Linked DNA regions of Mus musculus: regions 1, 2, 4, 5, 6 and 7 are each linked to region 3. A link is a contact called in public HiChIP or PLAC-seq and promoter capture Hi-C data. All regions are on one chromosome and are shown on one strand. Each heading gives the region's core, a stretch centred on a gene start, on an enhancer-like site or on the middle of the called end of the contact. The rest is flanking DNA. Distances are from core to core; before and after follow the strand shown. Region 1 has its middle 21 kb from the start of Gm30206. Region 2 has its middle 2.9 kb from the start of Gm30206. Region 3 holds the start of Sun1 (Sad1 and UNC84 domain containing 1). Region 4 has its middle 36 kb from the start of Gm38726. Region 5 has its middle 60 kb from the start of Fam20c. Region 6 overlaps Fam20c (family with sequence similarity 20, member C). Region 7 has its middle 40 kb from the start of Gm30206.

Region 1 (4,020 bases), core at 1,182-3,681, 350 kb before region 3:
CATCTTGTGAATGGTCCAGGCCAAGCTGCAGGCTCCCACCACCCAAGTTGCCCCTCCTTCCCCACAGAGACAACCTGTGTCCCCTGAAAGTGTGAGCCACCAGGAACCTCTCCTTCCTACAGCTGCTTCTGTCAGATTTTTTTTTTTTGTCACAGTAACCCAAAAAGCTAACTAATGAAGACAAATTATCCATCTCAGGACAGGCAAAGGACCTGGCTTGGGTAGTAATTGTTTCCTCTGCAAGCATGAGGCCCTGAGTTCAATTCCCAGAACCCATGTGAAAACAAAACAACAACAACAAACAAGTGTGCAGTAGTGCACACTTGTATTCACAACACTGGAGAGGAAGAGCCAAGTGGGTCCCTAGACTCACTGGTCAGCCAGGCTAGCCCAGTCCACGAGTTCCAGTCTTATGAGAGATTCTGCCTCAAAAAGCAAGACTCCCGAGGAAGGGCACTCAAGATGAAGAAGAACACTCTGGCCTCCATATGCATTTATACACATATGGGCATATGCACTTGTGCCCCCCCCCACAGGCAAAAATCAATAAAAACAGGCAAAAGGCTCAACTACAAATGTCTCCAAAGAAGATGTAGAAATGACCGACAAGTTCATGAGGACTTTCCAGGATGCTGGTTACTAGAAAATACAAATCAAAGCCAGCAAGAGACACTACCTCACATTCTCTAGGGACAAGAGACAACTGGGTCAGGGAGACAGCGTAGTGGGTGAAGGCACTTGCTACCAAGGCTGACAATGAGTTCGATCCCTGGGAACAGCGTGATGGAAAGAATGGACTTCTACAAGTTGTCTCCTATGAGCATGCCCTGCTCTCCCACAACAGAAACAAATGGGCAAAACAGGGCTGGTGAGGGTGTGGTCAAATTGAGAGCATCCTACCCTGTTGATGGGTATGCATTGAAATCACTGCCTTGAAAAACATGTTTGCATTTTCTGAAAAAGCTAACCTAAATTCTCTGATAACTTAGCCGCTCGGGGTGTACCCAACGAATTGGAAACATGAGCTGTCCAGATGGCACAGGGACTTGAATTTGAATACCCAAAACTCATGTAGAATCTGGATACTGTGACACATACTTATAATCACTGCTCAGCAGGATGGGAGATGGAGGCAGGAGACTACACAGAAGCTTGAAGGATAGCTAGTGTGGCCTACTTGGTGAAGTTCAAGGCCAGTGAGAGACTCAGTCTTGAACAAAAGGTGGAAGATATCCTGAGGATACCCCAGTCTGTACTCTGATTTCCAAATACGAGCCCCGTATATACAATTCCCCCCATTCATACTCTCACACACTCGCTAGGCATTTTTTGTTGTTGGTTTAAAGATTTGCTTCTTTATTATATATAAGTACACTGTAGCTGTCTTCTGACACACCAGAAGAGGACATCAGATCTCATTACCTATGGCTGTGAGCCACCATGTGGTTGCTGGGATTTGAACTCAGGACCTCTGGAAGAGCAGTCAGTGCTCTTAACCACTGAGCCATCTCTCCAGCCCCCACTTGCTAGGAATTAAAACTAGGAGCTTCCCCATGAATGTTCAGAGCAGCATCGTAAGAGTTCAAATGTAGGGACCACTCAGCACCCATCGACAGATGACAGGATACGAAAATGGCACACCACGCCACACTTTGGACTGCCACTCCTTCACAAGACAGAAATGTTCCATGGGCCTTGAGGACATTCGGTGGGTACAAAAGTCCACACACTGGGTAGGCTATATATGTGATGTAGCCAGAGAGCTAAAAGCCATAGGCTCAGTGGCCATCAGGAGCTGGGTAACTGCTAAAAGGTACATGGTTTCCTGTGTATGCATGTGTATGCACGTGTGTGTTTGTGTGAGTGCGTGTGCGCGTGCGTGCGTGTGCGCGTGCGCGAGCATGTGTGTGGTCAGGATACTGACCACCTTAGTTTTTGAGACAGGGTCTTTCACTGAATTTAGAGCTCACTGATTGAGCTGAGCTGGCTGGCTGCACAGAGCAGCTCCACATCTTCCTTCCTCTGCTTCCCTGAGCTGGGATCCCAAGCATGTGCCACCATGCAAGCCTTTACACATATCCTGGGACCTGAACTCAGGTCCTTGTGTTTATGCAGGATGCTTTTCTGACTGGGCTACCTGCTTAGCCCCTTAGTTTCTTTGGGGGAGAGAAGCTGTGTGAATGTTGTGGGAATGGCTGTGTAGCACCATCAATACACCGAACACCGTGGGACTGTATGCTTTGAAATTGGTGAGCGTCCATCAAGGGAGTTGCATCTGAATACTGAAACTGCGCACACCCGACACTTGTGCTGTGTGACCTGAGATGAAGTCACTGCTGTTGCCCTTGGCTGCTGCCAAAACAGCAACCCTGTCACCTCCCAGCCAGCTTCCTTGTGCCTTGAACAGGGGCAATAAAGCCTTACTCACACAGCTGGTAGCGTGCCACCAGAGCAGATAAGGGCCGCCTTGCCCTGGGTTTTTATGCTCAGTAACTGAGATAATGTGAAGAATGTAACACCAAGCTCAAAAACAGGGCCATTTAAACAGCGTCCTGGCCGGGATCCCATCACACCTGTGGGTGATTCCAGCTCAAACCTGGCAGTTGGCCCTGAGCCTCATTGGCTCCCACTCCCTGCAAATCCCCAGCCTTTATGGTGAACTCTAAAGCCACTTCCAGCTTCTCCTGAGCCTTTCACCCCAGAGTGCATCAAGGCCATGCACCTGTTACGTGTTCCCCCCTCCCACCAACCTTCTTGCTGCCAGGGGACCTTTGAACTTGGTCATGCCCCATGCCTTCCCCTTAATAAAAATTTCTCACCAGGTGCTTAAAATAAAAGCCCATTTCTGCAGCTCTTCCCCTCTAGGTCCCGGGCGTTCACCTCTTCTCTCTCCTTCTCTCTGTTCTATGCCAAGGCTGAGGGTTCCGACTCCAGGGCCTTGATGTTGCCTGATCTTCAAGTCACCCAACATGCAGGGCAGCAAAGGCATCTTGTGTCTTCTCACTTAATTTTTAACTGATTAACTTTTTAAAAGACGGGGTCTCACTATATAGCTCTGTCTGGCCTAGAACTTGCTATACAGACCAGTTTAGCCTCACAGAAATTTGTATTCCTGCCCCCCTCTCCCCAGATACTGATCTGCTTTTTGTCTTTGTTTTGATTGTTTGTTTTGTTTTGTTTGAGATTGGCTCATATGTAGCCCAGGATGCCTTCAAACTTGCTAAGTAGCTGGAGATAGCCTTGAGCTTCTTGCCTTGAGCTTCTTATTCTCCTGTTTCCACAATCCCAGTGCTCAGACTCCAGGCTCCGGGGCCTCCTGCATGCTAAGTAAGATACATTACCAACTGAGCTACAACACCAACCTCTGTTTGTTATTTGTTTGTTTGTTTGTTTGTTTGTTATTTTTCTTAAGACTGGGTCACACTATGTAGCTCAGGCTGGCCTGAAACTCCCCATCCTCCTTTCTCGGAGGATCACAGAAGAGCATCCCAAGTCCCACACCCTGTAATTTCTTTTGAACTATACTTCCCAGTGAGGAAGCGCTGTGGCCTTAAATCATAGGATTCGAGCGAGGGCATTCATTACTGCACACTTTCTGCACTGGCTTCCTCCCCAGGAGAATGCAACTCCACCCACAAGCAGGCCTCCATCCTTTACAGCTCTCAGCGGAACTGATGCGCTCCATGGGGGGCCAGACCACCGAAAAAGTCACTAAGGCCACGGCCACGGACAGAGGAGGAGGCGTGGGGACTCACTTTCCCCCATTGCTATCAAGGGGTTGGAACCTCCAGGTGCAGCGCTGCTTCTGCCAATTTGCGGTGTGCCCAGTTAAAAAGCACTGTTCATGAGTGGATGTCAGGCCCAGTACCAGCAGGACTTTAGGGGTGCCAATATCCTCCTCAAAATACACACACACACACACACACACACACACACACACACACACACACACACACACACACACACACTTAACACATGTAACCCCACCCCAGGGACTCCTCGTGCAACAGCCAGGAGCAT
Region 2 (3,532 bases), core at 457-2,956, 370 kb before region 3:
TTCCTACATTGCACATTCACACAGTAGAAGGAAAATACCAACGCTTGAATGCTGTCCCTTGACATCCATGTACTCTGTGACAATCTACCCAAATATGCACAATCACACAGCATAAGTAAATGCAATATTGTGAAAAACAGGACATGCTATCTACTAGCTGAATCACTATTCAGACGATAAGGTGACCTGGAACAGTCCAGAACCCCCACTGTGGCTCAGCTGCTGGTCTGCTGCTGCACCATGACCAGCCACTTTCTCAGGAGGAGTTACATCAAAAAGGGGAAGAAGAAGGGAAGGAAGGAAGGAAGGAAGGAAGGAAGGAAGGAAGGAAGGAAGGAAGGGAGGGAGGGAGGGAGGAAAAGGAGGGGAGGGGAGAAAATGGAGGGAAGGAGAGGGGAGGACAGGGAAGGGGAGGGAAGGAGAGGGGAGGACAGGGGAGGGGAGGGGAGGACAGGGGAGGGGAGGACAGGGGAGGGGAGGACAGGGGAGGGGAGGGGAGGGGAGGACAGGGGAGGACAGGGGAGGGGAGGGGGGAGAGGAGGGGAGGGGAGGGGAGGGGAGGGGAGGGGAGGGGAGGGGAGGGGAGGGGAGGGGAGGGGAGGGGAGGGGAGGGGAGAAAAGGGCTTGGCCTAATGGCTTGTAATATGATTTTTTGTTGTTGTCCAAACAAACAAACAAACAATCTGTGAACAGTTTCAAAATTACGTTTTCATTTTCATAGTGCACAAAATGCCAGTCACATCCTGGGCAAAAAGTGCCTGGTCCTCACGCTGTCCCACTGTGCAGGAGGGACAGTCCCCAAACCAGTGCAGAGCTTGTGAGGCCCAACAGAAATTAACAGGCTCTTGTATGCACCAGTACAATTACATTCCGGCCAGCTTTAGGCGACTTCAAACCCAGGTTCCAAATAAGATGTGCGTTCACTGAACTGAAACACGGGGTATTAGATTTATAATAAACACAGAGAGAGGTCACATGGTGCTGCCATTTCTCAAGAGGAAATTAAATGAGAATGTCAGGACTTTATTCGGCTTGGCCCTGTGCTCTGTGTAGAATCCAGGTGACAAAGAAGAGCCCTCAGCTAAGGGTGATGCAGCCATCCCCATCTTCACCCAGCTTGGGGACCTGCCACATCCCGGGCTCTGTCACTGGACCTCTCGATGTAGTCCAGGCTGGCCTCTCACTTGAAATAATTCTGTCTCTGCCTCCAGAGCGTTGATATCACAGTTGGGTTTACATTTTCTTTTGAGACAGAGGTAGTCTTGAACCGGGGACCATCCTGCCTCTGCCTCCCAGATGCTCACAGTACAGGTGTGCACCACCACGCCCAACTTCAGGCTCTTTCTGTGTCTTCCTACCCCAATCTGCACTCAGAATAGAATCCAGAGCCTTACACCTGCTAGGCAAGTATTGTGACATTGATCTGAGTCCCCAACTCCCAGACTTTCTTTGTAAGTGTCAGTGGAATTCAAGGAGCAAGGGATATGTGACTGTTTTGGAGGCCACATATTCCATCCTCCTGGACCTCTTGCAATCCCTGAACTGGTGAGAGGACCCCCACTGAGAACTACTCTGCCCTCCAGAGCACATCTGCTGCAGTGCCCCCCAGGGCCTCCACCTCTTATTAACCTCGAATGTAGATGTGGTTGGTCGTGGCTGGAAGGAACTGGGTAGCTTTGCTCCCCAGACAGGAAGTTAGATGAGCAAGACAGCTCTTTCCTGACCAGGGTGACCTCTGAACTTGGGAGGCAGGGACAGCAGCTGGGACTCTGTACAAATCAAGGGATGGCTAAGCCACTGGAAGAAAGGCTGGGCACGGGGCACTGGGATCACTGCAGGAACCTAAGAGTCCAGCAAGGGACCCAGAAGGCCTTGCTAGCCTTTGCCTCTCTGGAAGGTCCCTGAAACAACAAAAGCCAGTCTGCAGGCAGCATCAGCCAGGGGAAGATTGGACCCTTCATGTGGGGTTTACCAGGAGAGTGGCCTTACCTAGCAACCTGAGTGAATGTTCTCTTCAGACAGGTGAAGCTGAGGCGTATGGAGATCAGTCAGGCCTCCACGTTCCCAGTCTAGCTGCATCCAAGTAGAAGAGATTTATGCTTTCTCCCACCCAGGCCACCAATTCCACTTGTCCCCAGCCAGCATTTCCTGGGTACGGAAGCTCTCACCATGCCCCTGTAATGCCTGAGTGCAGGTAGACTCAGCTGGCCGGGGGACCTGCATGTCCAGCAGAAGTGCAAGGGCAGGCCGAGTGGGTATACGTCCTCAACACCAGCACACAGGGTGCAGATCCAGGCACTGATACAAGCACACAGATTCACATGCTTGGACACACACAAGTGGAAGTGTATACATGTGCACACAAAAACACACAGCGATGCTCTGTCCTGCCCTAGGCCACAGAGACCTGGCCTCAGAAGGCTGTGTCCCTGCACTTAAAAGCCACAGGGGTGTTTATGAAGCCAGCAGAGAAGGAAGGCATTACAACAAGGGATTGCATCTGTGAGGCAGGAAGTGTTACAGCATACACCTATACATACACAGCGCAGACATGCACATCACACACCTGCAGTCACGTGTACGTACACACACATACACACACATGTAACACATTTGATCACAGACCAGAGGCCCAGCATGTTTGAAAAACATATGGAAGAGCAAGGATGGCAGCCAGGCCATCAGGAGGGAATGGCGTCTGGTCCAGGGTAGGCTGCTGGCTCTCTCTGACCTGCTGCTGTCACGTCACGCCTCCTGCCTCACACATGCAATCCCTTGTTGTAATGCCTTTCTCCTCTGCTCAGCCTCATAAACACCCCTGTGGCTTTTAAGTGTGGGAACACATCCTTCTCAGCCCAGGCCTCTGTGGCCTAGGGCAGGACAGAGCTTCCAGCCCAGGCAGGACAGTGAACAGCAACAGCAGTGAGCAGTGGGATGCTTCATCACCTCCCTCCATAGGTATGGAGACCTGCCTCAGAGACTTGTGGATCCAGGTGAGTGATTGGCTCTAGGGTCTGGGTCACACGGGACATAGGCTAAGAGAAGGAACAGGAGCACACTAGAAACAAATGTCCCCAGCTTCCACATCCTTGCCATCCACACTTCCTGGACCTAGGTCTGTCCCAACACAGGGTAGGTGCTGGAACGTGCTTTCCCTCAAAAGCCCTGGGCGCACAGATGTGGGTCAGTGTTTCCAGACACGAAGGCAGAACGAGCCACATGTGTTCAGAGCTTCTGAGACGTCTGGAATGATTTCTCGGTTTTCTGTTTAGATAAACTGACTGGGACAGATGTTGGCCTAGAATCTCCAGCCTCCAACTGTCCCCTGTCAGCTCATGGACCCCGGTCCACTGAGGCTGAAGGCCACTTGAGGTAGGGATTGATCTAAGACTAGGTCAGGAGAGCTAGGGGCAGGGCTGTGGCAAGGTCCAGTCCTGTCCACAGGCTAGACAGGAGCCATGCTCTCCCTATGAGCGGCCCCTTAGCTTCCTAAGACGGCCTGCTTTCCACTCCCAGCCCCATCTGCTCCCAC
Region 3 (3,484 bases), core at 728-3,227:
ACCTGTGTGGACACCAGGCACACACATACACAATGCAAACAAACACTTATACACATAAAATTAAAAAAAAAAAACAAGTCAAATTAAAAAAGACAAAACCGCTAAATATCCACAAAGACATCTACCTCTGAATGCACAGAAAGCTTTAATCACAACAGTTCTAACTGACAAAATCCAAATGTCCAGCAGCTGGCCCAGGCTTCAGCAAACAATGGGCTCTCTGGCCTGCGGAGCCAGCCAGCTGCCCTGCCAAATCCACCCACTTGACTAATAGTGGACTTCAATGTTTGCCACAAATATCCATGTGGCTCGAAAGCCTCTAACATTTATTACAGAAAAGTCTCTCAACTTGCCAGTGGAAAAAATCAACATATTGTCAAACGCTTGCCATATAAGGAGGTGAGTGTGTGCATCCTGAGTGACTATCACAAGCTGCAGCAGCAGGCTATGTGGGCACATGCCTGTAATCCCAGCACTGGGCTGGAAAGAGAGGCATCCCAAGCCATCAATGGCAACAGACCCTGTCTGTGTGTAGATGTGTGCACATGCATGTGCCTTCACTAGTGTCTTTCCTTAGGAACCACCATCCACCTTGTTTTCTGAGACAGGATCTCTCATTGGGTTGGTTCCCATCAAGTTAAGTTAGTTTGGTGGCCAGCAAGCTCCAGGGATTCCAGTCTCTGCTTTCCAGCACTGAGATGACAAACATACAGCACTAGGCTTTTGGTTTTTTTAAATTCGTATTCTGAGATTGAATTCAGGTCTTTACGCTTACAGTGCAAACATTTTACTAACTAATCCATCTTCCCAGCTCCAGACCCTTTCTAAAAAGTGTAAAACCAGCCAGGCATGGTGGTAAGTGCTACTGGTCCCAGTGGAGGCAGGCAGAGCTACATAGCAAGTTCCAGGGCAGCCAGGACTACATGGAGACCCTCTCTAAAAAAAAAAAAAAAAAAAATTAATTAATTTTTTTAAAATGTAAAAGCCAAGGTCTGGAAGGATGGCTCAGCCATTAAGAGCACTTGCTGGTCATTCGGGGACTGTAGTTTGGTTGCCAGCATCCCCTTTTGGCAGCTCTGGGGCATTTGAGACCTTTGTAGGCACACACACACACACACACACACACACACACACACACACATTCATCATCCACTTAAACAGACATACACACAAACACACTTTTAGAAAAGAGTGAAAGCTAGCCAGCTGCCTGTGGCATATGGTAGTAATCTCAGTGCTTGGGAGGATAAAGCAGGAGGATTGTGGCAAACTGGAGGTCAGTCAGGGCTATGTCGTGAATTCTAGGCCACAGTGAGACAGTTAAAAAAGGAAAAACCAAGAGGGGCGTGGTGGCACACGCCTGTAAGTCCTGCTTCGCAGAGGCTGGCTTATCTCTGCGAGTTCAACGCCAGTCTGGTCTACAGTAGAGTTTTAGGGCAGTCAAGGTTACAGAATAAAACCCTGCCTATAAACAAAACAAATGCAATTCAAGGTTTTGCAAAACTGCGCAAGTGAGAGAGGGCCTGGTGGGTGGAGTCCCCAGGAGAAAAGGCTCTGGCTTCCAGCCCGCAGGGCAGGGCAGGGCAGGGCGTCGGAGGTTTCCTGCAAACGCTACGCGGGGACAACTGAGAAGAGGATGTGTTTGGGAGCCCACTGCTCCTTCAGCAGGAGTCGGATCTTCTGGGCCCACTGAAGCCCTGCCTGGAACTCAGCGCGCGCGTGCGCCTCTGCACAGAATCCTAATTCTAACGCCACCGGAGAGGAGCAGCCTCCCTAGGTGCGGCCCCTCAAGTCCCAGCGCGCCCGCTCCGCCCACTGACGCCACACGTCCCGCCCTTTCCCCGCCCCCCGCAGGGCCGTGGCGGGTCAGCGGCCTCCCCATTGGCCTGGAGCTTCAGCAGGCGCGCTTGGGATTGACGGACGTTCGCGTCGCTCCCGCCTCCGATCCCGGCGCGGCGCGCGATTGGCTGTAGATGTGGGGAGTCTTCGGTCCCGGGCCTGGGCGGTGCGGACGAGGCCTGAGGCGGCGGCGCGAGGCAGGTGAGCTGCGGCCAGCGGGCTGTAGGGGACGAGTAGGCGGGTGGGCGCTGCGGACTCCTCTCGGGTACTAGGGACTGTCTCAGGGCGGGCCGGGATGTAGGTTGCAGGGATGGCCCCAAGTGGGAACCGCCAACTGGCCACGACGCGCGTGACGCCCTTCGCGTTGCCAGGCCGCGCGCGCCCCGGCGCCCTGAGTCCAGTTGTCTCGTGTGCCCGGGCACTCTGGTTCCCCTTCGCCCCGGACCCCTGCGTGTTGGGTTCCGGGGTCTCCTGCCACCCGTCGAGGCGCACCCACGCAGGCGCCATCCCCGGGGCGCTCCCTTCTGGGGCACAGGTGTTGTAGGTGCGGCGATGGGCGCGGGCCCGGTAGCGAGTCCCTGGCCTGCACACCCTGCCACCAGCTTGTTATCCCGTGTTAGTTGCCTTCGCCCCCAGCCCGGCACGCAGGACGGTACCAAAGCTGGCCCGCTGGAGCTTTTTTGGATGCAGCCGGGGGGACCCGATGCAGTCAGCCCGGCGAACTTTGGTGCTCCCCGCTGTGTAGAGTGAAGTGTAGTCCTGCGGTGTGCGCTTCGCGCCTCCTGGACCAAATACTAATTAGATTTTACCATTCCGTCCATTGCACCGGTGTCGAATTTTAACCTGACTGTTCATACATTTTAGATCTCTCCTAAGGTCTTTTCTTTTTTCTTTCTGCGTCCCAACCTCATGTTCCTTTTCGGTCCTTTGTTTGTGTCAGGAGACAGGGTCTCATTTACGTACTTCTGACTGTCTCGGCTGTGTAGACCAGGCTGGTCTCACAAAGATCCAGACTGTGTCTGCTTCCTAAGTGCTGGGGTAAAAGGGATGTGTGCAACTAAGCTGGCATCTTGAAACAGGTCCTCAGATAGCCCAGGCCCGCCTAGAATTGACTATATAGTAGAAGATGATCTTGAGTTCCTAACCCTCTTGCTTCCACGTACCTAGGATTAGATCACAGGTGTGCACAGCCCTGTGGGTCCAGCCCTGGGTATGTTCTTGAGCAGAGTTGCAGTAATTTCTGGTTCTTCTCTCTTTTGGTTTCCTCGGCCAGGCCAGTCTTGAACTCTTTGCTTTTTCGAGACAGGGTTTCTCTATACAGCTCTGGTGATCCTGGAACACCCAGAGATCCACCTGCCTCTGAACCCAAGTGCTGGGATTGAAGGCGTGTGCCACCACTGCCCGGCTCAGGCCGGCACTTTTATAGCGTGCAGGCTGTGGAGAACTCTACCCAGGCTGTGGGGACTGGGCATGAGTCTATGCTCTAGTCACCAGAGGGTCTGATAGGATCGTCTGCCCTACCTTTTTGGTCGTTAGGTTTTTGTTGGGGGTAGGTCTTTGGTAGCTCCAGCAGGCTCTTAGTTGCAATCTGGGTGCTGTGCTTCCAGCTCCCCAGTGCTGGGGTCACAGGTGTGTGGTCCCATGT
Region 4 (3,588 bases), core at 58-2,557, 300 kb before region 3:
CCAAACAAATTCATTACTCCTAGCATATGACAGGAGACAGGTAGAGCCCTGAGAAAGAGACTGGGGAAGAAAAAGAACCTGGGGGTGGAGTCAGGAGGTAAGAAATGCAACAAGCAAAATCATCCTAGATATGAGGATCACCCTAAAACAGGAAGTGGGGTCCCAGGGTAGAGGCAGGGCTGCTGAACAGGAAGTCAGGGAAAGAACTGATCAATGGCTGAGACCTGAATGATAGGGACCAGGTGGTATGTGGATCTGAGAGATGTGTGCAGCAGGCAGACAGCAGATGGGAGGTACAAAGGCCTAGAGCAGGAGAACACTGGGCATACAGATGTGGGTGCTAGGAAGGCTGGCAGAGTTGTGGGCTAGGTGTAAGTGGGTCAGAAAGATAGTCTGACCAAAGCTGCAAGACACACATACACATCAGCCAGGCAGTGGGCCTCTTGGGAATTCATTCCAGTTGAGCACAGTCCAGTTCTCTGCCCCTCTCCTCCCCCACCTTTATGGGACACAGTGATAGCCATGTTTGAGGTCTGTGGCGAAGGCCACACTTGTTCTGGTAGATTCATCTTCTGGAATCCTTTGAACCCAGCAACACTGGAATTTTTTCCTCTCAGAATAGAAGGGAAATGGCTGCCCCAAAGTTAAAGATAGAACCCTGTGGCAAGCCCCTGGTCTTGGGTAACATCTGTCCAGTTGGGCCAAGGAGAGGGTGTGGGCTCTGCTAGGCACAGTTCCTAAGCTTTGAGCAGCTCAGAGCACTGGACCAAGCAAGGTTCCTAGTCATGAGGCCAACACAAGCCAGTGTTGGGTTCCAACAGAGGACATCACTGTGGCCCACACTGTGGCCCACAGCTGTCCTGTTACAAGGGGTAAAGCTAGAGTCTTGGGCCTTCAGTAGACAGTGGGCTGCTTGCCACCGGGCCTCTAAAGTAGATGTGTGGAGCTCAGTGTTGGCTCAGGACCATTTTCCAGGTGGACATGATGGCCACAGGTTGTTAGAGAGCCAGCTGTACACAGAGCATGAGGCTACTGGGGGTCTTAGTCCGGAGTGGGGTCAGACTATAGGCCAAGGGGTGGAGCCCTGACACACCTCAAAGGAAATAGCGATTATAAACTGACAAGACAGATCCTCAAGTTTCACATTTCTAAGAGAGCCTGGGGGCCACCTGAGGATGGGCCCCAATTCCTCTGTGGAGTGGCCATCCCTGGGCGGGCAGGAACCGGCCCAGCCTGGGGCTCCTCTCACCTCCTGCATACCAGGTCTTAGACAGTGTGAGACTGCAGCAGGCCAGCTGGCCCCAGGACACAACTCCCCTGGTTTCCAGCTGTGGTGATCTGACCTACTGTCATCACAAGTGGGGACAAGTTCCCCAGCAGCTCCTGCTGGGGGCCCGCTGATCTCATTGCTGAGGAATGTGTATTTGTCTGCAGGGCACAGCTCGGGGTGAGGACGGGAGAGCTGGGATGGTGCCATGCAGCACTGCTCTGAAGCCAGGCTGTGCCCTCCAGAGTGTTGATGAGACCCCTCAGCCTTCGCCTGACAAGAGCATCGCCCTCTCACTCTGTGCTGGCAGCTGGAGCCCGCTCAGGTTTTGAACGAATGAGCATGGCGGCTTTCTCAGTGCACGAAGGGGCACCTGAGCTCCCAGAACAAACTGGAGGTGACAATAGAGAGGTTCTGACCTGTCACTTAGGCACCTTGGAATTCACTTCCCGTATATATCTTCACCCTGAGGAACCCCTTGCTTTGGTGGTCGGCAGCCCTGTCTGCTAGTGCCATTCTAGCTGAGGTAGAATAAGCCCCATGGGTAGGCTCAGGGGTCCAGTCTACCAGTGTCTGTAAGTAAAGGTTCCTATTGAGCCAGGGTTTCTGGGGCCATGAGTACTAGCCATCGCCCTCCAGGGTGACTGCCCATGGGCACTTATCTGTCAAGGGATGCCTTCATGAGTCCGAGCTCATAGACTATCCCAACCGACAAGGGGAAAAAAAAAGCAAGGTGTCTATTCAAAGCCTCAGAGTTGGCAAGACTCAAGCTTGGACCCTGAAGAGCTTGCAGTTACTCCTGTGGAGACCCAGGGAGGGCACATGGTCTCTGCAGATGTTTTGAGTAGAATGGAGCTGAGGAAGAGAAGGGAGTAGCTGCAGGAGCCATACAGATGAGTGACAGAGCCTGGAAGATACTGAGCAGAAGACAGAGCCCCAGGCCTCAGGCTGGCATCTCCTCCAGTGTCTCTTAGACAGGTAGTTTCTCTGCCACACATGCCTGTCACCACGCCCTCCCCACCCATGGCAGAGCCTGTTCCAAGATAACCAGGCTTCAGAGAAGGTGAATATTTCACTGCCAGCCCTGGGGAAAGGCGGGCAGGGCGTGTGGTGTCAGCCAATTGCTGAGGTGTCAAGAAAATGCTCCTGACATACCTAAGCTGAAGTCACAGGTGATGTCCTTACATCAGGGTTAGGAAGTGATACACAGTAGCACCAACAGACAGCATTTTCATCCTGTTCATGTGACATACATAAATAATCTTAGGAAGAGATGAAGGATATCGCACATAGTCCAAGCTGTATGTGCTTCCTGGGGACAGAACCGAGGACCTCACATGCTGCACAGGAACTCCACTGCCAAGGCACACTTGCCAGCCCCTCACTGGGGGATTCTAGGCAAGGACTCCACCACTGAGCCACGCCCCCAGCCCCTCCCTGGGGGATTCTAGGCAGGGGCTCTACCACTGAGCCACACCCCCACCCCCTCCCTGGGGGATTCTAGGCAAGGACTTCACCACTGAGCCACACCCCAGCTCCTCACTGGGAGATTCTAGGCAGGGGCTCCACCACTGAGCCACACCCCCAGCCCCTCCCTGGGGGGATTCTAGGCAGGGGCTCTTCCACTGAGCCACACCCCCAGCCTCTCACTGGGGGATTCTAGGCAGGGGCTCTACCACTGAGCCACACCCCCAGCTCCTCCCTGGGGGGTTCTAGGCAGGGGCTCTACCACTGAGCCACACCCCAGCCCCTCACTGGGAGATTCTAGGCAGGGGCTCTACCACTGAGCCACACCCCAGCCCCTCACTGGGAGATTCTAGGCAGGGGCTCTACCACTGAGCCACACCCCAGCTCCTCCCTGGGGGATTCTAGGCAGGAGCTCTACCACTGAGCCACACCCCCAGCCCCTCATCGAGAGATTCTTAGCTCTACCATCGAGCTACATTCATGAGCCTGTTTTTGTTTACTTGTTTGTCTGTTCTGTTTTAATGTGTGTGCATACGTTTGTGTTGAGTTGTGCGTGCATGTAGAGGCCAGAGAACAACCTTAGGTGTCATTCCGCAGGTTCCATATGCGTTGTTTTTGTGACAAGTTTTCTAACTGTCCTGGCACACACAATTAGTCTAGTCTGGATGATCCCCAGGGATCTGCCTGTCTCTTCCTCCTGGGCACGAGAATTACCCAGGCAACCATGTTTATCCCTTACGTGGGAGATCTAACTCAGGTCCTCATTTTTGCATAATAAGCTCTTTACCTCCTGAACTATCCCCCCACCATGGCCTGTTGCTGGACCTGGGACATACCAATTCAGGCAGTCTAGC
Region 5 (3,546 bases), core at 509-3,008, 510 kb before region 3:
CACAATGACACACTTCCTCCAACAAGGCCACACCTACTCCAACAAGGCCATACTTCCTAATAGTGTCACTTCCTGGGCCAAACATATTCAAACCACCACAGTAGCCAAGAATGGCTTTGAACTCCTGATCCTCCAGTCCCCACCTTTAGAGAGCTGAGGTGTGCACCATCAGCCTGACTCTTAGTCTTTGTGGTGGTTTGAATAGATTTGAAACCTCCCACCCCATAGACTCATGTGTTTGAATGCTTGGCCCATGGGGAGTGGCACTATTAGGAGGTGTGGCCTTGTTGGAGTAGGTGTGACCTTGTTGGGGGAAATGTCACTGGGGGAATGGCCTTTGGCATCTCTACTCTCTAGTTCTGCCCTGTGTGGAATTCCTGTCCCCCCCTGGCTGCCTTTGAATCAAGATGTAGAATTCTTGGCTCCTCCAGCACCAGGTCTGCCTGGATGTTGCCATGCTTCCCACCATGATGATAATGAACTAAACTTCTGAAACTGTAAGCCAGCCCCAATTAAATGTTTTCCTTTATAAAACTTGCCTTGGCTATGGTGTCTCTTCACAGCATTGGAAACCCTAAGACAGTCTTTATGTTATTTTCCAATCAAAGCTATTTGGGAGTCAGTAAGAGGAAAGTGATTTCTGCACAACGTCTCAATTCCACATCATTGATTGAATCAATCTCTACTAATTGCCGTCAATACTCTCATCAACTGGAGGAGCCCGTGAGACTACTGTGGCCTGTGTTTTTTCACTGATGTCACTGATGAGTCTCACAGTGGTATCTCTGTCACATGACAGCCTCATGCTATGTTCATGTCTGAGAAGGGACAACTCCCCTTGTTATTCTCCAAAACAGCTTGTGTGGCCCGTTGAACCTTTAAACCCTGACAGAGCTCACCCACTCCCTGCTGCATCTCCACCTAGTCTGGGGACATCATTCTTTCCTCTGGAGGGTGTGAGGGTGTGACTGTCTCCAAACAAAGGCTCAGCTTTTCCTTCAGGGAGGTGGGGGGGAGGGAGTTCATTCCTGGGCTGTTGCTAGATCTAGGCTTGCATTAGTCTCTGTCTCAATGGCATGTGAAAGACACAAAAATCCTACCCAGTGTTAGCCAAGAAAGTAACAGCTCTGCCAGGCAAAGGCAACAGCTGCTTGGACTCCTGGGCTGTCTGTCACAGAAGACTATGTACTCAGGGCCTTAGCTGCCTTCCAGTGTGGATTGAACTGTGTAGATTCCATAACGTGGCAGGCACTCTCCTTCTGCCACCTGACCATGTGGCCTTGTTGGAGGGTCATGGTCACTTCCAACCACAACCAACCTCCCTTCTGCCCCTCTTTACCCTGCAAGTCCTGGGATCCTGGACAAGCATGGATTTCAAGACTGAACTGGTCCAGGAGAGACACACCCAGACAGTGTCCCCAGGTGACCTGGTGCCTCTGTGGAGCAGGCAGGAAGTGTTGTTCCCTAGCCACCCAGCCACCCACGGCCATCTGCTCGGCTCCCTGGAAACACCCCTGTGGTCTCCGTGATTACTCAGCAGTTTTGAGCTTCCTGTGTGGTGGGCCTGGTTTGTGTCTCTTTTTGCTCTGTTTGTTTGCTTTTTTATGTGTGTTTCAAAATTTCAAATGGTGCAGTGAAAAGGAATAGGAGGGATGGGCAGAACTCAGAATTATTGGCCAGTAAAGTGACTATCCACTAAGGCTAGGGATTTTCCCCCAGACTTCCTGTGGTGAAATTAACCCCCAGCTGTGAGACACAACTCTCTGGGAGCCAACTTAATCCCATTTTAGTGGTTAGAGGTGGGGCCTTGAGAGTAGAGTAGGATTTGATGTTGTCATTGGGAGGAGCCTCAGGCATGAATCCTCCTAGCTTTATAGGAACCTAGAGAGACAGAAGGAGTGCATATTCGTGTATGCACACACATATCCACACAGGGTGTTTTGCACCATTTGACCATGTGCACCATCTTGGGACTCCATATTGACACCAGAAAATGCTACTCTTAATCTTGTAACAAAGCCAGGACGAAAATAAACCTACTTATTGACCCATTCATTCATTCACTCATCCACTTGTTTTTGAGACAGGGTCTCTTGTAATTCAGACGATCCTCTGACTCCATATATATGGAAGGATGACCTTGAACTGCTGATTTTCCTGTACCCACTTCCTGAATGTTGGCAGTAACCACACTCGATTTGTCTTCTGCTGAAGATGCAAGCCAGGGTTCTGTGTATGTTAGGCAAGCACCCAACCAACTGACCTACATCCCCAGCCTAGTAAACCTGCCTTCATTCAAACCTATTCAATCTGTGGACAACAGAAATGGGACCCATGCCCCTTCTTCAGCTGGCCATTTGCAGGGATCCTTAAGAAAAACTGAGCTGCCACCTGTGTCTCTGACCCATAACTTAGACCAAAACCTGGAACTGATTCTCTTCTTTGGAGGCCATTCCAGTTCTCCATAGTAGAACTGGATACCCATTATGAGTCTGCCTCGAACTGCCATCACTCTCTCATCTCTGGGGATGAACATTGCTCAGTTGCCCCTTGCCTCTGGCTTCACCTTACTAGCTATAAAGGGACCAACTTCTCCTGGCCTAAGCAACACAGTCTCGGGGCATTCCTGGGCCCCAGGGATGCTGCTTCATTTTTAGAGAGATCTCACTTACCTCAACTAACTCAATCTAGAAACTTCTTCATAAACATACCCAGAGGTTTTTCTTCAAGGTGATTCTAGATCCCGTCTAACTGGCATTCAATAGTATAGTATACTGGTCAAGGAGATATATATATATATATACATATATATATACATATATATATGAATGAAGTAAGTGAGTTTATTGAGGTAGCTTGCGGTCTGTGGGCCACCTAGTCCAACAATGATAGTCTACTAAGGGAAAGTCTAAGAGCCCTCCTGTACTTGTTCAGTCCATGAGGCTAGATTTCTCAGCTGGTCACCAGAATCCTGGAGAAATAGGCTCTAACGCCAGCGAAGGGATGGACTTTCCAGCAAGAGCGAGGGCAAGCAGGCAAAGAGCAGGAGCTTCCTTCTTCTATGTCCCTTTTACAGGCTGCCAGGAGAAGGAATGGCCCGCATTCAAGTCGGATCTTCTCACCCAAAAGATTCAGTGTAAAGGTGGGTCTTTCTACTTCAGATGATTTAATTAAGAAAAATCCCTCACAGGTGTACCCAGCCATTTGGGTTTAAGTTAATTCCAGACACGGTCAAATTTGACAACCAAGAACAGCCACAAGTAGAGAGCATCCTTGTCTCTGCAAAGGGAGAACACGGGTTATCTTCAGTCCAGCATCCCCGCAATGGTATGTCAGCATATGCACACACATCAAGACACTGTTGGATGACCTGCTTACACCCACCCCCCAGAAGTGTCATGCCTTAGAGGGTGTGGCAGAGTCAAACATTCGGATACCAGAACAGGGGCTCTAGATTCGACAGTTGTAGCCCCAGTAATCCTAGAACTTAGAGGTGGAGGCAGGAGGATCAGGAACTCAAGGTCTTTTTGAGCTACATTATACCCT
Region 6 (3,674 bases), core at 861-3,360, 410 kb before region 3:
GAACCCCCACCCCCTGCTCTGACTTTACCCGCCGGGATAAGACCTGCAGGTGAGTCAGCCAAGTCAGGCTTTCCAGAAGGGGAAGGCACGGCACTGGCAAAAGCCAACTGTGGGGCATCACAGCTGCCCTCCTGGGACATCCAGCAGGTAGGAGGGAAGAGGGCTTACTTAATTAAGTCAGCAAAAGTGGCCATGCAAGTTTTCTTTCCTTTTCTTTTTTTTTTTTAATTTTAATTTTAATTTTAAGACAAGATCTCAAGTAACCCAGAATGACCTTGAACCTCTGTTCCTCCAGCCTCCACCCCCGAAAGTACTAGGATCACAGGTGCTTACCGTCACACCTGGTTTATGTGGTACTGGGGATAGAACCCAGGACCTTATGCACGCTAGACAGACACTTTACCAACTGAGCCATGTCCTCAGCCCCGCACAAGCTGTATTTTACCTACAGAGCCCATGCAGTCCAGAGGAAAGTTGCTGATAGATTCCCCAGCTTTGAGGCTTTTCAGGTAGGTGGGAGGTAGTCACAGGCTGCCTTTTCAAGTCCCCTCTGCACAGCTGAACCTAGAAAACATCAGAGGAGTTTGTCTTAACTCCTGCTCTCTAAAGTCCCCCCATCAGCCTATTCCGTAGGGTGTCTGTGTGTCACACACATGTGCACATTGTTAATATACATGGAGTTCCTCTGTGTGTGTGTGTGTGTGTGTGTGTGTGTGTGTGTGTATGTATGACTGTATGCATGTGTCAGCATATGCACGCTTGTTGTGGGTGGTCAGAACTTAACCATCTCAGCCCTGCATGGACCCTCAGCAGCCACTGTGTGGTAGATATCCATTCAACAAGCTTATCAGTCTGTCGACACCCCCACTCTGGGAGAGAGGAGGCTGGGAACATAGCTCAGCCATTAAACTGCTTGCCTAGGCATGGACCTCAGAGAACACTGAGCACAGGCCCCGTACAGTTAGTTACAGTAGGCGGCTGAGACCAGGGAGGGCTGAGACAGATTCTTTCATCTTTCACTATAGGACATTGGGGTGCATATGTGTAACTTTAGCATAGGAAGTCTGAGACAGACAGATTCCAGGAGCTTTCTGGCCAGCCAGCCGGGCCAATTTTGTGAGTTCCAGGCCAATGAAAGACCTGAAAGGAAAAAAAAAAAAGAAAAGAAAAGGTGGATAAGGCTGTCCTGGTGGCATAAACTTCTACTCCCAGCATTTAGGAAGCAGACTCAGGCAGGTTTCTGTGAGTTTGAAGCCAGCCTGGTCTACATAGTGAGCCCCAGGACAGCCAGGACTACATGAGAATCTGTCTGAGAAAACAAACAATAACAAAAGACAAACAGATGGGATGCTCCCGAAAAACAACACTCGGGGTTTTCCTCTAGCTTTCACATGCACCCGTGTACAGCCACTGCCATTCCTAGTCATCAGCCCGTCAAAGTGAGTGGCCATTGAGCCATGGGCCCCTATTACCCCTCACAACGCACGCGAGCACACACACACACACACACACACATACACACACACGCGCGCATATGCACAGGCATGCACACACGCCTTCCCACACTGGCTTCTGGAAGACTAAGGAGGAAACGTTTGATCAAGTCAGGAAACTATCAGAGATAGTTGGCCACTGCCCACCACCTGAACCCCACCCAGGCCACTTGTGCATACCTTGTACATAAATCTAATCACTCAGCAATGTAGGGGGCATCAGCCTCACCTGCCAGTGTGACTGAGGACTGGGAGGGCCCAGCAACCTCAGCTGTGTCTCTGCAAGGAAGAATCTAAAGCTGGAAGGTGTGTGGGACTCCATTGTGGGAGCATCCAGGCCTAGGAGGCCCGAAAGTGCCCACTGATCAGGGCTGAGCCCCAGGACCACATCCTGGGAGGAGTTCTCGCTTGAATGTATGGCCCAGGGTGGAAGCAGGGAGCCGGGGAGGGTCCAGATTTCATGCTAACATTGCTTCAGACAAGACTTTGGGCAATGGCAGGCTAACAATTCCACATCAAGGTCAAATTACGTCAGCAGAGGGAACTTTGATTCTTGTGGAGTGACGGTGACCTTTCATAGCTACCTGGCTTCCGTATCTTTGGCTGGCAAGGAGACGGGGAAGGTCAAATGCCAGTCCTTCCAGGGTTGTCTCCTGCTCACTGTGGGAGGCAGGGGTGTTAGTGCCTAGAGAGGATGGGCGTGTGCGCGTGTGCACACATGCACACCACACACACACACACACACACACACACACACACACACACACACACACAGAGGCATGGTGCCAAGACCCAAGCTGAACAGCCTGTGAGTCCGGGATGGGTGCATGAGAGTCCCTGGCTAGCATTAAATGACCTTTGAACTTCCTGACTGAGAAAGGGCCCTGTGGGGACCTGAGGGTTCCCCTGTCCATTCAGCAAGCTCCCTGCTCTTCTCAGCTGCTCTCCCAGGGTCCTGAGAGCTCAGGGGTCATGCCCTTTGATATAGAAAGTGTCTTAAGTTGAGAGGCTTGCTCCTCTCAAGGGCTCTAAAGCTTCCCTGGTGCAGCAGAAGGCTTTCTGTGGTTGTGGATGTGAACCACACCAGGCCATCTGCCAGAGGGCCAGATGTGGCCAACGCTCACCACTTTGATTCCTCTGAGCAGGGACGCAGACATGACTGAGGCAAGTGCAGCCTCTCTTGCTCGGGAGCAGCTTCTGATGTGCCTGCTAGCATCTCCCTGCTCACTGCTCTTGAACAGCCCCAGATGGCCTGGCGTCAACCCTCCAAGACCTGCCATCCAAGAGAAGATGTCATGGCAGGGTTAGGCAGTGGGGCAGGAGTAGGAATTACCAGGAATCCTGGACCACAGTATGTGTTCTTTGCTGTGTGCTACCTCTGTTCCTCTGGGGCCAGGGCAAAAGTCATCACCAAATACCCAGCCTCACTGAATGAATACACAGCCATAGGAACAGAGCAACAGGACCCAACAGATGGAAACCCAGGGCCTGCTCTTTACCCAAATCCCCTACTGATGAAGTTTCTAAGTGTGGGCCAGGAAAAGCATGTGTCCTCACCTGGCACACAGTGTGTCTGCTACTATAGGGTGTTGGACCTACACTGAAGAATTCAGGAAACAGAGCAACAAAACGGACAGCTAAGAAGCCATGAGTCTTGTGGGGTTAGGGCCTTGAATGTGTGACACATTGGGAATTTAAATAATTTAGAGAGAGAGAGAGAGAGAGAGAGAGAGAGAGAGAGAGAGAGAGAGAGAGTGTGTGTGTACAAGCATGTGCAAGTGGGTACGTACATGTATGTGCCTGTGTGTACCTGGACTCAAGTCAACAGCAGGTGTCACCCTTAGACACCATCTACCTTGGATTTGTTTGTTTGTTTTAAAGTTAGGGTCTCACTATGCAGCCCTGGTTGACCTTGAACTTGCTTGTAGACCAGGCTGACCTAGAACTCACAGAGATCTGCCTGCCTCTGCCTCCTGAATGCTGAGATTAAAAGCATGTGCCACCACACCTGGTGCACCTTGGGTTTCTTTTCTCCTCGCTGGTTAGAAACTCACGGCGTAGGGTTGGATTGGCTAGCCAGTGCGCCCTGGGGATCCTCCGGTCTACCTCCCCCCAGAACTGGCTTTTTAAGTGTGGGTCCTGAAGATTAAACTCAGGTCCCAAAGCATTCATTTTAGTCAT
Region 7 (3,723 bases), core at 930-3,429, 340 kb before region 3:
TGGAAGTCTGAGCCAAATAAACTCTCTCCTGCCTATCTTGCTTTGGTCATGGTGTTTGTCACAGTAACAGAACACAAACTTGAAAAGTTTCCAGCATTATGTCCCTGCCCATTGGGCACCCCCAGCTCTGGATCGCTTCGAAGCAAATCAGACACCCTGAACACAAACCATGTCCACCAGGTGAGGCTACACCCATTTCCTCTAGCTCCCTTCCCCCAGCATGTCAGCCCAATAGTTCAGGGCTGAAGAGAAAGGAGACATGTGGGTTCTGCCTGGGTACTGCATAGCTGTCAGAAGAGACCCTAGGACATTCCTATAACTCCCCAATCTGGAAAGGCTCTGGTCAGTGTGGCCAGATAAACAGACAGACTGTCTGATAGGTCCTCATTGTGTGTCCTCAGCTTTGTCATAGACTCAAGGTTGCCCAAGGAAATGAGACCCGCTTCTACCTACTGACCTACAACAAGCTTGGACAGGGCAGTATGGGGTTTGTTGTGAGTCCTCAGGGTTCAGGGGAACATCCTCTTTGCTCTTGCCTGTTCTAGTGACCCCTCCTCAACTTTTTCAGTCATCAAATGATATCTTGAAGAACCCTAGCCCCCAGAGCAGGACTTGGTCACTACACTATGGTTCCTGCTTCAAAGGGTAATCTGCCCACTGTCCTCCCACAGGTGCCATGGTGTGGCTATTTCTGTGTTCTACCACAGCTTCCTCCCCCCAGGTGCCTGTAGCTATACATAATAAAGACCTTGCTCCACTGATGCCCAGAGCTCTGACCCTTCCCAGGCTCCTTGTTTACCAGCAGGAAAACAGGCCCAGCAGGCGGGTGGGGTGCAGGCCGTCCCTGGCCCCAGCTGTGGAGCAGCTGAGCTCACTGGAAACCAGCTAGGGACCTGAATGCCACTCTTGTCTGCTGGCCTGGTCAACAGCCTCTGTGGCTGCCCAGAGTCTCTATTGACTCAAGATAAGTTCCGGGGGCCCAGAGAACTCACTGTTTGGCCCAGTGTCCAGGCAGAGACAGCTGGGCCTGCTGAGTCCCATGCTGGGACCTAGTGGCCGGTATTGCCAGCTCTGCAAACACGCAGCTGGTCATACACTGTGTCCCTCATGGCAACACCTATCAGCTTCTTGTGGCAATGCCAGCCATGAGGTGGGTCACATGCCCTTAGAGCTCTGTCCAGAGCAGGTGTTGGAATGACGTAATATCTTGCCAGAGATGACTTGGTCTTCCGACTCTCACCAATATTTACATTCTCAGCTGTGCAGAAAATCTAATCAGACTTCCAGTGACACCTGCCAGGTTATGCCATATTGTTCCCTGGCTTTAGGCTTCTGGAGGCCTAGTAATCTGACAGGGGGTGGGGGGACCTGGGGGGAGTATGGGGGAAGACTAGGGCACAGCAGTAGGGACTCAGGGAGGAAACACAAGGCAAGATGGGCAGGCAGATGCAGCTCCAGCTTGCAGCCCCCAGAGGCCCTGGGGCTCCATCCACTCTGTCCAGAGCTAAACCAGGGCACATGTCCAACTTACTGAGGCTTGGATCAGAGACCAGCAAAAAAGAAAGGGGTATGAGGAAGTACTTTCTAGAAATTTCTTTCAGGAAAAATAGCAGGCCCCACCATCTAGAGCCTATGCAGCAACTGAATATGGTTTAGCAATTGCTGAACCAACTTGTCCCAGGTGAATGAATGAGTATCCAGGATGACCACAGGTGAGCACCCAGTATGAGCACAGGTGAGCACCCAGTATGACCACAGATGAGTGCCCAGTACAAAGGTTTTCTGAAAGGTCTTTATCCCCAAGGCCTCCACCCCTTGCTAAGGGAGGCTTTCTTGCTCTGCTCTGTCTGCTTGCCTCCCTTGAGCACAAACAACGGACAGAGTCACACAGACAAGGACCCTTGTGGGCTGTGTCTTCCTCAGAGACCCAGCATGGTCAATCCCATCAGCACACCTACAGTGGGCCAGAGCCTCTGAGGAACTATCTGGGGTTCCATTGGCCATTAGGAACTGGAGATAAAGCCCATCTATGTCAGAACAAATAAGGCGCTGAAACCAGAGAAGCCTGAAGAGAAGATAAACCCAGCATTCATGCGCAGCAGGGAGAGACTGTGTGTCCCCTACTTCCCGCATCCACAGTCCCAGCCCAGCAGAAACAAAGAGAACAGAGCCAGCCACGTTAATCATTACTGCTCAGCCCAGGGTGAGGAGAGCGGGCCTTTATTTGGAGGAGGAAAGGAGGCTCCACCTACCAGCCCCATGTGGTCCTCAAACCCTGGCCCTGTGCTGGCTCCTGAAACAGAAATACCCCTGCCCTGCACGCTCATAGCTGGCAACTCCACTGCACAAAGAACACTGCTCTAAGTCCTAAGGCCTACCCTCTCTGTGTGGTTACGGGGCAGCCCACCCAGGTAAGGAAGACACAAACTGATTGACTTGGTAGCATCATCCAAAGTTGAAGAATGGTGCTGTAGGTTTGCCCTGGATAGCAGCTGTTCTTGACCTGTCCTCGCCAAAGAAGCTACCATGCCACTGGGGCTTTCTGAATCCTGGGAGATCCAAAGTCATGTGATGCCATCCCCAAAACCTCCAGCAGCCATCAGAGGTGTGCAGCCTGTGCCAAAAGCCAGGCAGCAGGCTACAGCTGGCAGTCTCGATCTGGTCCCCTGCCCAGGCTTGAATGACTAAAGCCCAGAGTGAGGGCAGTACCTTCTCAGGAGCAGGGGAGAGCAGGAGAGAGGCTTCCCTCTGTCCTAGGAAACTGAGTCGGTAGAGTCTTCAGAGAGAAGAACTGAGGGACAGCTGACAGGATCCAGGAGGGCAGAGGTTCCTGCCTGGTGAGGGGCACCAGGGCTACAGGGAGTTGAGAGGCACTTTGTAGAGCAGCTGTGAAGACTAGCTCTGGACATGCGGTGCCTGTGGTCTACCCTGATGCAACTGCTGTTTGAGATGAAATAGACAGATTTCTGGGGAGATAGGGGTATGGCTGACCAGACTCAACAGAGGGAAGCTGGGAACACTGATAACGATGTAGAAATTCCTTTCCACCTAAACAAGGCACAAGGTCACAGGGCAGCAAGGGTGGGACCAGGCTCTCCATGAGAGAAGCAAAACCAGCAAGAGGCAGAGCCTTGTCGCTCCTGGAGACTGTGAGTATGTGCTTTCACATGCATCTGTGTGCGTGTATGTGTGCTTATGCACATGTGTCTGAATGAACACATGTGTGTGCTATGCCCATATCTATGCTTTCACATACATATACCTATATGCACACACACATGTACACTTGCTTGTGTACATGTCTGTGTCCATACACATGTTATCTGCATACATACACATGTGTGCTTGTATACATCAGTGCGTTTGTACACTTGCATATGCATACATATATGTGTTGTGTACACATCTGCATCCCACACACACATTTGCCTACACACAGGTGTATTTATGAACATATGTCTGTGTGTAAACATGTGTGTATGTATTGCTGCCCTAAGAAACTCTTTTCACCCCGCAGAAGCCATCCTGGGTTAGCTGTCTAACCGTGAAGTTAAATGCGTCTCAGTTAATTTGTTTTTCATTTGAAGGAAACTTAAGTTCACAGGGATAATTACTCTTTCATTTTAATTTCATGATGAAGTTATTTTCTGTGCCTCCTCTCCACAAAACAAGATCTCACTATGTAGCCCTAACTGGCATGGGATTCACTATGTAGACCAGACA

The links. Promoter capture Hi-C pulls out the DNA fragments that hold promoters and counts their contacts. HiChIP or PLAC-seq counts read pairs in DNA pulled down with a chosen protein or histone mark.
Region 1: a contact with region 3 is called in a FOXA1 HiChIP or PLAC-seq map of pancreatic cancer cells. The contact joins the enhancer-like site here to the promoter of Sun1 in region 3. A contact is called at or near these places in 23 of 39 promoter capture datasets (the 3T3-L1 cell line, 3T3-L1-derived adipocytes, the C10 cell line and 14 more), 3 of 15 datasets of contacts at CTCF or cohesin (the NIH/3T3 cell line, pro-B cells and stem cell-derived epiblast-like cells), 2 of 484 Hi-C or Micro-C datasets (bone marrow-derived macrophages and embryonic fibroblasts), 38 of 115 datasets of contacts at active chromatin or transcription factors (the 230-238 cell line, the HPC-7 cell line, the SCID.adh cell line and 25 more) and 4 of 9 other capture datasets (adipose tissue, embryonic stem cells, liver and 1 more).
Region 2: a contact with region 3 is called in an H3K4me3 HiChIP or PLAC-seq map of bone marrow-derived macrophages, with 4 times the contacts expected there. The contact joins the enhancer-like site here to the promoter of Sun1 in region 3. A contact is called at or near these places in 11 of 39 promoter capture datasets (the 3T3-L1 cell line, the HPC-7 cell line, the SN4741 cell line and 8 more), 1 of 484 Hi-C or Micro-C datasets (bone marrow-derived macrophages), 20 of 115 datasets of contacts at active chromatin or transcription factors (acute myeloid leukemia, bone marrow-derived macrophages, craniofacial prominence and 13 more) and 4 of 9 other capture datasets (adipose tissue, embryonic stem cells, liver and 1 more).
Region 4: a FOXA1 HiChIP or PLAC-seq map of pancreatic cancer cells shows a contact between it and region 3. The contact joins the enhancer-like site here to the promoter of Sun1 in region 3. A contact is called at or near these places in 1 of 39 promoter capture datasets (hippocampal neurons), 3 of 484 Hi-C or Micro-C datasets (bone marrow-derived macrophages, cerebellum and embryonic fibroblasts), 6 of 115 datasets of contacts at active chromatin or transcription factors (embryonic forebrain, embryonic stem cells, large pre-B cells and 2 more) and 1 of 9 other capture datasets (adipose tissue).
Region 5: a contact with region 3 is called in a FOXA1 HiChIP or PLAC-seq map of pancreatic cancer cells. The contact joins the enhancer-like site here to the promoter of Sun1 in region 3. A contact is called at or near these places in 5 of 115 datasets of contacts at active chromatin or transcription factors (T-cell acute lymphoblastic leukemia, bone marrow-derived macrophages, embryonic stem cells and 1 more).
Region 6: a promoter capture Hi-C map of liver shows a contact between it and region 3, with 2.4 times the contacts expected there. The contact joins the enhancer-like site here to the promoter of Sun1 in region 3. A contact is called at or near these places in 7 of 39 promoter capture datasets (the 3T3-L1 cell line, cranial neural crest, hippocampal neurons and 2 more), 5 of 115 datasets of contacts at active chromatin or transcription factors (bone marrow-derived macrophages, craniofacial prominence, embryonic forebrain and 2 more) and 2 of 9 other capture datasets (embryonic stem cells and macrophages).
Region 7: a contact with region 3 is called in an H3K27ac HiChIP or PLAC-seq map of extraembryonic endoderm stem cells, with 4 times the contacts expected there. The contact joins the enhancer-like site here to the promoter of Sun1 in region 3. A contact is called at or near these places in 12 of 39 promoter capture datasets (the 3T3-L1 cell line, 3T3-L1-derived adipocytes, the C10 cell line and 8 more), 2 of 484 Hi-C or Micro-C datasets (bone marrow-derived macrophages and embryonic fibroblasts), 28 of 115 datasets of contacts at active chromatin or transcription factors (the HPC-7 cell line, T-cell acute lymphoblastic leukemia, acute myeloid leukemia and 21 more) and 4 of 9 other capture datasets (adipose tissue, embryonic stem cells, liver and 1 more).

Annotation. Positions count from the first base shown.
Region 1 is chr5:138,844,195-138,848,214 of GRCm38.p6, forward strand. No RefSeq gene overlaps it. Among named protein-coding and RNA genes, the nearest start is that of Gm30206, 21 kb to the left of the region's middle. Within about 2 kb of position 2,432, at least 22 of the 459 cell types and tissues checked have an H3K27ac peak or open chromatin away from gene starts, as enhancers often do. A contact at or near this core is called in pancreatic cancer cells, where this site is marked.
Region 2 is chr5:138,826,350-138,829,881 of GRCm38.p6, forward strand. No RefSeq gene overlaps it. Among named protein-coding and RNA genes, the nearest start is that of Gm30206, 2.9 kb to the left of the region's middle. Within about 2 kb of position 1,707, at least 16 of the 459 cell types and tissues checked have an H3K27ac peak or open chromatin away from gene starts, as enhancers often do. A contact at or near this core is called in acute myeloid leukemia and bone marrow-derived macrophages, where this site is marked.
Region 3 is chr5:139,198,660-139,202,143 of GRCm38.p6, forward strand. It overlaps Sun1 (Sad1 and UNC84 domain containing 1), which reads left to right and starts at 1,978. Exons shown (of 23, transcript NM_024451.2): 1 at 1,978-2,040.
Region 4 is chr5:138,897,269-138,900,856 of GRCm38.p6, forward strand. It overlaps the pseudogene Gm31891. Among named protein-coding and RNA genes, the nearest start is that of Gm38726, 36 kb to the right of the region's middle. Within about 2 kb of position 1,308, at least 39 of the 459 cell types and tissues checked have an H3K27ac peak or open chromatin away from gene starts, as enhancers often do. A contact at or near this core is called in pancreatic cancer cells, where this site is marked.
Region 5 is chr5:138,693,178-138,696,723 of GRCm38.p6, forward strand. No RefSeq gene overlaps it. Among named protein-coding and RNA genes, the nearest start is that of Fam20c, 60 kb to the right of the region's middle. Within about 2 kb of position 1,759, at least 98 of the 459 cell types and tissues checked have an H3K27ac peak or open chromatin away from gene starts, as enhancers often do. A contact at or near this core is called in T-cell acute lymphoblastic leukemia, bone marrow-derived macrophages, embryonic stem cells and 1 more, where this site is marked.
Region 6 is chr5:138,789,126-138,792,799 of GRCm38.p6, forward strand. All of the region lies in intron 3 of Fam20c (family with sequence similarity 20, member C), which reads left to right. Among named protein-coding and RNA genes, the nearest start is that of Gm5294, 29 kb to the right of the region's middle. Within about 2 kb of position 2,111, at least 3 of the 459 cell types and tissues checked have an H3K27ac peak or open chromatin away from gene starts, as enhancers often do. A contact at or near this core is called in liver, where this site is marked.
Region 7 is chr5:138,862,877-138,866,599 of GRCm38.p6, forward strand. It overlaps the pseudogene Gm31891. Among named protein-coding and RNA genes, the nearest start is that of Gm30206, 40 kb to the left of the region's middle. Within about 2 kb of position 2,180, at least 32 of the 459 cell types and tissues checked have an H3K27ac peak or open chromatin away from gene starts, as enhancers often do. A contact at or near this core is called in extraembryonic endoderm stem cells, where this site is marked.